Linked DNA regions of Sus scrofa: regions 1 and 3 are each linked to region 2. The links are chromatin contacts, called in public HiChIP or PLAC-seq and promoter capture Hi-C maps. All regions are on one chromosome and are shown on one strand. The core of a region is the stretch at or near the end of the contact, and the rest is flanking DNA. Distances in the headings are between cores, read along the strand shown. Region 1 holds the start of THUMPD1 (THUMP domain containing 1). Region 2 holds the start of LOC100524613 (cytochrome b-c1 complex subunit 2, mitochondrial). Region 3 holds the start of REXO5 (putative RNA exonuclease NEF-sp).

Region 1 (2,700 bases), core at 164-2,663, 1.1 Mb before region 2:
ACCTTAATCCCATCAAAAGATACCTTTGTGCCTGACATGACACCACACTTTCGTGAGATTAAACCAAATAGTTATGAAGTTAAAAATCCTTACTCCTGTTCTACTGTGGTATCCAGTACAGAAAAAGTTTGAGACCTTGCTCAAGGTATCAGTACAGACAAGACATACACTTATTGCCCAGTTCTCTGCCCCACTAACATGGTTGCCAATCAGGCACTAATGGTAATTTTACACATTTATGGAGCTTTTGTTGCATACCAGGATGTTATTTTGTGTCCATAAGCAACCTTTTAGCCAATCTTTCAAAGTCCTATCATTATTCTCTTTTTTATCTAGCTCAGCAGAATTAAATGACAAGCCCATCCAACTGAGCTAGTAAATGACAATCCTCTGAATTTTAACCCCCTCCCGTTTAATTCCTTGGGGTGTGCATGTGTGCATGGGTCCAAATCCTACGCCAATAATATTATTTCCAAACTGTGATGGGACAATTAGATTTTAGACGGTACTGTTACAAAAGTTTTTACTTTTTGAAATGTATTTTTATATCTATTTGAGAAGCAACTATTAGACTAGTACTAAAACCACTATTTCAGAGATGTTATTGCTGAAGACTAACACATTAGAACAGTCGCAATGTTTAAACGGTAGTAAGATAGCAGAAACCGTAAGGACGAATGAAGTTTGTGCCCTTGAGAACTTGAACCACCTAGAACCTAACCTACATGAACCTGTGTCCTCGTGAGCAATACTTCACGAGGTTACCGCGAGACGTACACGTTTCTGAAAGGTCTTCAGAAACAAAGTCTGAACCGCAAAAAGCAATCTATAAATTGGAGCCACCATCGTGATTAACGAAGAGGCGGGAAACGCCCAAAGCGCTAGAATTTGAAGCACAGGACCGGGTAGAGGTGGGGAACCGAGGCACCCTGGGGCTCCTAGGGGAACAGAGGCAAACCACGCCCCCTCATCGCTACGGGTGCGGCTAAACTCGCGCATGCGTATACAGGAGCTGGCCTGCCACCCTTTCCTCCTCCCTGAAAGGCCGCTTGGTCCGCCTGCTCTTCCCCGAGCCGGTACCTTTTCTGGCCCGTACATGTCGTCGCCGTATTCGTTGAGCAGACTGTAGGCCTCCTCCACACACTTGCGCTCATTCATGTTGCAGGTGATGAGAATGCCCTGTAGCCCCGGCTCCAACTGCCGGGGCCCGCCGCCTTCGCAGCGCCGAGCCCGCTTGGCCTGCAGGTACTGAGCCTTGCCCTTGCGCTTCCCGCCACCAGGCTGAAGAGGCTGCTGGACGGGGGCCGCCATAGTGCTTGAGAACTGAAGCAGGCGGGCAACGTGCTTCTCCGCGGGCCTGGCGCCCTCACCTCTGCAGGCGCGGGCTGCTTATGTCATGTGTGCGCGACGACCTCTAGAAGTCCTTCCGCCAAGCCTCCTTCCGACTACAGGGTCCTAAAGCCCGCGGCGGAAGGCTGCAGAGTGGTGGCGTGAGGTCCGTCCCCGGCGATGATTGACAGCTAGTCGCTTTCACCTCACCACCGGAAGGAGGTGATTTACTGGAGAAGTGGCCCGTCTCTGGTGACAGCGTATTCCTGCTGTCCAGATTCCAAAACTGGTGGTGGGGCGCTTTCTAGAACCTTGATGCTGGTTCCAGCCGCCTAGAGTCTCTTACCCTCCGTGGCACTTGTTCCTCCCGCCGTCGTTATAATTCTGTCAACTTCCCAAAAGCTTCCAATAAAATCCTTTCTAGCCTAAATTTGCCAGAACTTGTTTCCATATGACTTAGAACTAAGAATAGTGGTTTGTATAAGTGTTTCACACTGCTTTCTCTGTGCTTTTATCCGCAGCCTCAGCAACTATCATGATAATGTGTTATCTTTTTTAAACTGAAAAGATGCCACTTTTGAAGACTGTGTTCAGGAGGAATAAATGCTCCCTACTATTGACTGGGGGTGGGGGGAGCACAACCTAAAAGATGAGAATCATGCTTTATTATGCGGACAACACTCAGGTCTTAAGCCCAGGACACAGCCTATCTGATAACTCTAAGGACTGCTCCAAAGAGGTAAGAGAGGAGTCAGGATATATAGGAGTTTTTGCAACCAAGACCAGATAGTATGAACATCAAAAGATTATTTCTGGTTAAGGGATTTAGTGCTTTTCCATGTATGGGAAATGCAAGAGTCAGGGTTCACTGAAATCATTCCTTTGATATGCACCTCAGCTATCTAGGGCCAGTGTCCTGTGCTTTCTCATCCGGAGTCTCTTGAGGGTACACTGGGGGGGGGGGAGGAACAGGTGGGAGTTGGTGGCTACAGTGTCTGATGGTTTGATGGCTGGCATTCTGTTTCCATCCTGAGTTTCTTCAGGGCTCACCATCCAGTGGATGCAGTGGCTGATGGCTGCAAAGACCTTTGGTTAACAGCTATGGTGGGCAGCACTCACCCTCAACTACTGCTCCAGTACAAAAGTTGTTGCCAGATTTGAGTTCCCACAAATTCCAATGGAAGTAATCTGCAAAAGGGTCATTGAACTGAAAGTCATCTTTTATTCTAACCCCAGATTGACCATTATATCCAAAAATCTTATTTTTGGCTTTCACCTTTGCTTCCGCCTTTACTTTTCAAAATGTCATTGGTGGAGATTGTGCAGCATCTATTTCTGGAGGTCCTCAGTTGCTTGTGAAAAGAAGTCTCA
Region 2 (2,847 bases), core at 121-2,620:
TTACCCAGTTATTTTTCAACTAATCATTAAGATTTTTTTCCTTTTTCTGGTTTTATTTCATTTACATGTTCACCTACTGTACTGGTTAGTTTTTGTTGTTTGTGAACTCTAGAAAATAGGCATCACACTGAATATAGTTACTTAATGCTTTTACATTTAGCATTGTTTCTAAGACTCACTGATGTCATAAAAGAAGAAACTCATTACCAGCACTACTTGCCATAATATTCAAAATAAATATACAACTATTAAAATAGAACAATGTTCATTTATGTACCAACTTAAAATCATCACATGCATCACTGTGTAAGTGTATCACATTTTCACCACCGGGTATTAGAAGTCGCCTGGTATCTCCTGTTAGATAAGGCGGAGCAATTCACCCACAAGCCAAAGAAGACCTAAGTTTGTGTATGCTTTGTAACATCTACAGTACCAGCCCTTATGAAATTTTAATGCACATATGAATCAACTTGGGATCTTGCAAAGGTGCAGATTTTGATTCTATATGGAACCTAGATTCTGCATTTCAAACAAACTCCTAAATGATATTGATGTTGGTTTCCCAACCACGCAAAGTGGCAGGGTACCAGACTGTTAAGTCCCTGAAGGGCAGGGATCATGCCTTATTCTTTAGAATAGTGTCTGGCACAGGCAACGGCTAAGTTACTACTCGTTGAAGAAAGCACTGAATTCGCTTCCCCCCAGTCACACGACTCCCAATAAGCAACCTTCAGTTCCAGTCTCTCGCGCGAGCGCACCACTACTATTCAAAATTTTTAATCTAAGACAAAACTATAGCTCAGTTTTTATTTTCTACGTAATCCCAGTCTAGAATATAAATTCCATGAGAGTAGAGACCTTAGTTGTGAGGATTTCCTAAATTTCAGTCTCCCCGGACCTGATCTGGAAGTAAGAACAGCGAATTCTCTGGGTAAGGCCTCTGCTCTCATGGAGCTAATGATCTAGCGAGGACTTCAAGCGAGAGGCGATCACACCAGGTTTCTACGTCCAAGCCTTTGCTGCAGGGCAGCCACGGAGACCCGCTCCCAAGGCCACGGCCACCAGGCAGTGGGAAGTCCTGGAACTCAGTCGCCGCGGGGGGGAAAGCCCCGGGCAGGGGCTCTTTCATTGGACAGTCCAGATCGGGAGAATCCAAAGTGGCGGGGGTGCTGGATGGGCTGTCCTAGACGTAGAAAAGGACTACAGAGTGGATATCCGCGCCAGGAAGAGAAATCTAAAAGTGGTCATTTAAATTGCCTTCTGAATATTTCCTTACGAAATTATGTGTCTCCCTAGCCTGCGTCTTGGAGGAATTGGACTGGTCCAACCTCCTCCGGGGAGCAGTAGAGCGCAGGCGGGTCGTGTAGAGAGGCCCCTCAGTAGGCGTGGGAAAGAGTGTCGCGGGGAGAGTTGGGCCATTCCCGCCCTCCGCCACCATCTTGCTCTCCTGTAAGGCGGTTGTGACCGCGGGTCCGAGCAATCTTAAGCCATGAAGCTTATAACCAGAGCCGGATCCTTCTCGGTGAGCACAGCCGGCGGGCTTGGGGCAGGGTTGGGAGAGCAGTTTGTTAGCAAGGTCATACGGACAGGAGGTGCCTGGTTTGGGGTCCCGGTGCCTTGGGCTCTGTTCTGCCCTTCAGCTGAACCCTGCCGGCCAAGTGGTCTGCAGGCTGGGTGGGTCGGGCGGCCGAAGGACAGCTCGTGGTCTGAGTACCGGAGACCCAATGCCGGAAAACCGAAAGAGAGGGAGAGGGTTTGAGAGCCGAGGTGCAGCGACTGGGCGTGGGAGACCTTTGAAGGTCATTAGTGCACTTTGCTGGAGAAGGCGACCGCCAGACCTCGGACGCAGGAGGCCGGCGTAGACCTACCTGTCAGCCTCGGCCCCCCGTCCCTACCCGTCAGCCTCGGCGTATGCTTCTTGGCGTATCACGGAGCATCACCTTTTCCAATGGGCTTATGAGTATGATCCTAAGGAAGAAATGAGCTAATGTCTTTGTAGCGTTTTTCGCAGTGCCTGGAAGTTGTTACTGTGGTCTCCTGCTTTTCTTGATCTCTTGTCAGAGTTTATCCAGGAGGGGTTCTTGGCCTGCCCTCAAGAGCTTAAGCTCATTCAAGCCAAGCCGGAGTGAAGCATAGCTGTTGTCTGGGGAAATCTCCTCTAAGTGTCAGTGTTATATGTGTGGAACGGTAGTTATGGGGGGGGGGTCTTGTTCTCAGATTGAAAAATCTCAGCAAAGCCGCCTTTGTTCCTAGGAGACAGTTGGCAATATCTAGAGACATTTTTGGTTGTAACAACTTGTGGGGGAGTTCTGCACCTGAACATCCTACAGTGCCTAAAGCCATCCACGGCAAAGAATTGTCCAGTCCCAAATGCCAAAATTACCTGGGTTTGCAAGGTAACCTAGGAACCTGATAGAAGGAGGTGCAAAAGACCAGGGAATGGAGTTTCTCTGCACTTAATGTTTAAGTAGATAAACTATGAATTGTACAAATAGCCCTAATTTAGTCTACAATTGTCTTACCCTTCCTAACACCCCTAGACAAACCAGTGATTAGAGGAAAACCCAGTTAGACTGGGCAAAGATCTCCAAAGCTCCTCCTCCATTCCATCCATCTCCACTTTCCAGTAGGAAAAAAATACTCAGTTCCCATCGTGGCTCAGTGGAAACGAATCTGACTAGAATCCATGAGGACACAGGTTCAATCCCTGGCCTTGCTCAGTGGCTTAAGGATCTGGCGTTGCTATGAGCTGTGGTGTAGGTAGTAGACACAGCTCAGAACTGAGCTTGCTGTGGCTGTAGCGTAAGCCAGCAGCTACAACTCCGATTCCCTAGCCTGGGAACC
Region 3 (2,728 bases), core at 117-2,616, 1.0 Mb before region 2:
TTAAAGTTGTATGCTAAGTCCACAGAAAGGGATGAACTTGTTACCTGAAAACTGGGTGGGTGTTCAGCCAAAAGACAAAACCAAGGTAAAGAGTGGGAACAGGAAGAATTACTTGCAGCAAGTAAGGGCACTAGGGATCTTTCTCAAAATAGCAAAACTGGGGAAGTTTTAAACTAAGGGTACATGCATATTCATAAAGAGGCTTAGATGGTGGAGAATCTAAGCTTTAGATGATTAAAGTCAAGAGGGTCAGAAAAAAATCATCATCCCTTAGGTTCCAGTTGATCTGGTGGTTGAGGGCTTTGGGCTGATCTTTACCACTGAAAAAGAACTAGGAGGCTTTACAACTGACATATTATTTTTGCTATTGCTATTTCTCTTGCCTGATAATAGTCATTTGTTTCTGCATTCTTTTGTTCCCTTAAGATCATCAATTACTGAGACCTGTTTAAGAACAAGCACTGTGGCCAGGTCAAAAATGGCTTCTGTTAGGTCAAGAAAGCCATACCTGGTTCTTTCTCCAGGGAACCTGTACCCTAGCTGCTTACAAGCTTACTAAGGTCTTAAGTGCTGTGAGACAAACTACTTTGCTGAGTAGGCAGAGTTTAACTAGGCAGACAGCTCCTGTTGGAGTTTTTTGAGTGGTGAACAGCTGACATCTATTGATTGGTTACTACAGAGTAGGCGCTGAACACAGGTGGTGAACTCATTTCATCCTCAACAACTGTATAAGGCAGTCACTTTTGCTACCTATATTTAAAGGGTAAGAAAACAAATTCAGCAATTTGCCCAATGTGAACCCAAGATCATCCAACTCTGAAACTATTTCAGATAGCAGTGTAATGCCTATCCACTAATGCACTGCACTGCTTCCATGAAACGGAAAGGTGAACACCATGTCCAAGAAGCAGTAAAAAAGCCTAAATGATCTACATTATGAACTAAACAGATCACTAGTTAGTGGCAGGGAGAACAGTTTGACGGGTGTGGTGGGGCTGCCTATGATCTTGGAACCGGAGGGCCGTTCTTAATCGTTTCCCGAGGCCTAGAACAAGCAAACGCTGACTCAAGGGCACACAGAGAGCCCTGGTCCTTCCACCCTCGTGCAGAGGGTGGCCTGAAGCTCGAGAGGAGGGAACCTTTCGGCCCGGAGCCGGGAAGAGAGCAGGTCGGAGACGCCCGACCTGCAGAGAATGGAGGCTGACACTGCGGACCCTGGCGCGGACGCCAGTGCCGGACCAGGAGCGACACCCCCCGCCCCAGGCCGCGCAGAAGCCCCTCGCATACCTCGCTAGCTTCTTGGTTGCCATTTCCGAAGCTCCCTACTCGCCGCAGCCCAACGGCCGGAAGTCGCTCTGCCCCCCACTTCCGGTCCATTCAAAAGCCCCGCGCGGCTGAGGCGGCGGCTCTGGCTGAAGCTGAGGCGGCGACTGCGGCGGTGTGCGCTCTCCGCAGGGCTGCTGTTCAGCGGCTTCGGGGGTCAGGGGGGTGGGGAGTGGTTTTTGGTGGGGAAGCCGCTAGGCAGAGCCCCACCCCCCTCTTTTCCAACGGTCAGAGGCGCCGTTCGCGGCGTTGTGGAACCGTTTCGAACGCGGCCTCCGGCGTCCTCAGTAAAACCGTTTGGCTTGGGGGCCGCGGAGTTCGCTGCGCCGCCAAACCGGGAAGACCGTTGGCGCCCTCGCTTTGCGCGGCGGGCGGGGAGCGCTCTGTAAACTGAATTGAGAGGATCTGAGGAAGGTTGGAGGCTGCCGCAGCCCGTGCCGCTCCCCACGCAGGAGCCGCCCGGACTGGCGGGGCGTCGGGGTTTTCTCAGCTCTAACCGATCTTTCTTCACAGCTTCATGGAGCCAGAGAGGGAGAGGACTGGGAGGGCCCCCAAGAGGGGCAAGAAGAGGAGGCGCGTCGCGAACCAGCTGGTCGGGGCGGCTGAGGCGATGAGAGCCCGGTGGGATCTTGAGGAGAGACAGCAGCCCGAGGCCAAGGTGAGCAACGGGGAGCCCGAGGGGGCGGCCCGAGGCGGTTTGGAGCTCCCAGATCCTAATACCATCCCGCTGACGTTGGCAGTTTAAAACGGGTGTCGTGTCTGGCACACGCGAAGAACGCTCATTCAACGAACATTTATTGAAGTCTTTTCTGTTCCAGGAATTGTTCTAGGGTCGGGGGAGATCTCAGTGCACAAAAGCACAAAATTCCCTGCCCTTGTGCAGTTTACGTTCCAGCAGGGGAATAATAAGGCTGATGATCATCCCTGTCATTTATTGAGAGCTAAATATATGTGGTCCATCCCTTCAGTCATCAGATTTCTTTTGTCTATCATGTACTGGTCACTGCCCTAGGCACTTGAGGTACATCAGTGAGTAAATAAATATCTCCACTACCTTGCTGGTGGAGAAAGAAGATAAATAATAGATATGATAAATAAGTTATACAGTATATTAGAAGGGAACTAATGCTGTGAAAACATTTTTAAAAACTTGTGGGAGTTCCCGTCTTGGCTCAGCGGTTAACGAATGGACTAGGATCCATGGGGACACAGGTTCCATCCCTGGCCTTGCTCAGTGGGTTAAAGGATCTGGCATTGTGGTGAGCTGCTGTGTACCTCACAGATGTGGCTGGCAACTGTGGTTCTGATTTGACCCCTAGCCTGGGAACTTCCATATCCCTCACCTGCAGCCCTAAAACACAAACAAAAAAAATTTTTTAAATTATGGCTGGACTTGTGGCTTATA

Evidence for each region. Promoter capture Hi-C pulls out the DNA fragments that hold promoters and counts their contacts. HiChIP or PLAC-seq counts read pairs in DNA pulled down with a chosen protein or histone mark.
Region 1: a contact with region 2 is called in an H3K27ac HiChIP or PLAC-seq map of alveolar macrophages. The contact joins the promoter of THUMPD1 here to the promoter of LOC100524613 in region 2. A contact is called at or near these places in 1 of 5 promoter capture datasets (liver) and 1 of 2 datasets of contacts at active chromatin or transcription factors (alveolar macrophages).
Region 3: a promoter capture Hi-C map of fetal liver shows a contact between it and region 2, with 7 times the contacts expected there. The contact joins the promoter of REXO5 here to the promoter of LOC100524613 in region 2. A contact is called at or near these places in 1 of 5 promoter capture datasets (fetal liver), 3 of 47 Hi-C or Micro-C datasets (embryonic fibroblasts, heart right ventricle and skeletal muscle) and 2 of 2 datasets of contacts at active chromatin or transcription factors (alveolar macrophages and skeletal muscle).

What each region holds. Positions count from the first base shown.
Region 1 is chr3:25,284,731-25,287,430 of Sscrofa11.1, reverse strand. It overlaps THUMPD1 (THUMP domain containing 1), which reads right to left and starts at 1,413. Exons shown (of 5, transcript NM_001244282.1): 1 at 1,081-1,413. The coding sequence starts at 1,311.
Region 2 is chr3:24,227,354-24,230,200 of Sscrofa11.1, reverse strand. LOC100524613 (cytochrome b-c1 complex subunit 2, mitochondrial) reads left to right here and starts at 1,370. Exons shown (of 14, transcript XR_002342381.1): 1 at 1,370-1,525.
Region 3 is chr3:25,237,644-25,240,371 of Sscrofa11.1, reverse strand. REXO5 (putative RNA exonuclease NEF-sp) reads left to right here and starts at 1,366. Exons shown (of 20, transcript XM_021086509.1): 1 at 1,366-1,438; 2 at 1,837-1,981. The coding sequence starts at 1,841. ERI2 (ERI1 exoribonuclease 2) reads right to left here and starts at 1,474. Exons shown (of 10, transcript XR_002342391.1): 1 at 1,288-1,474.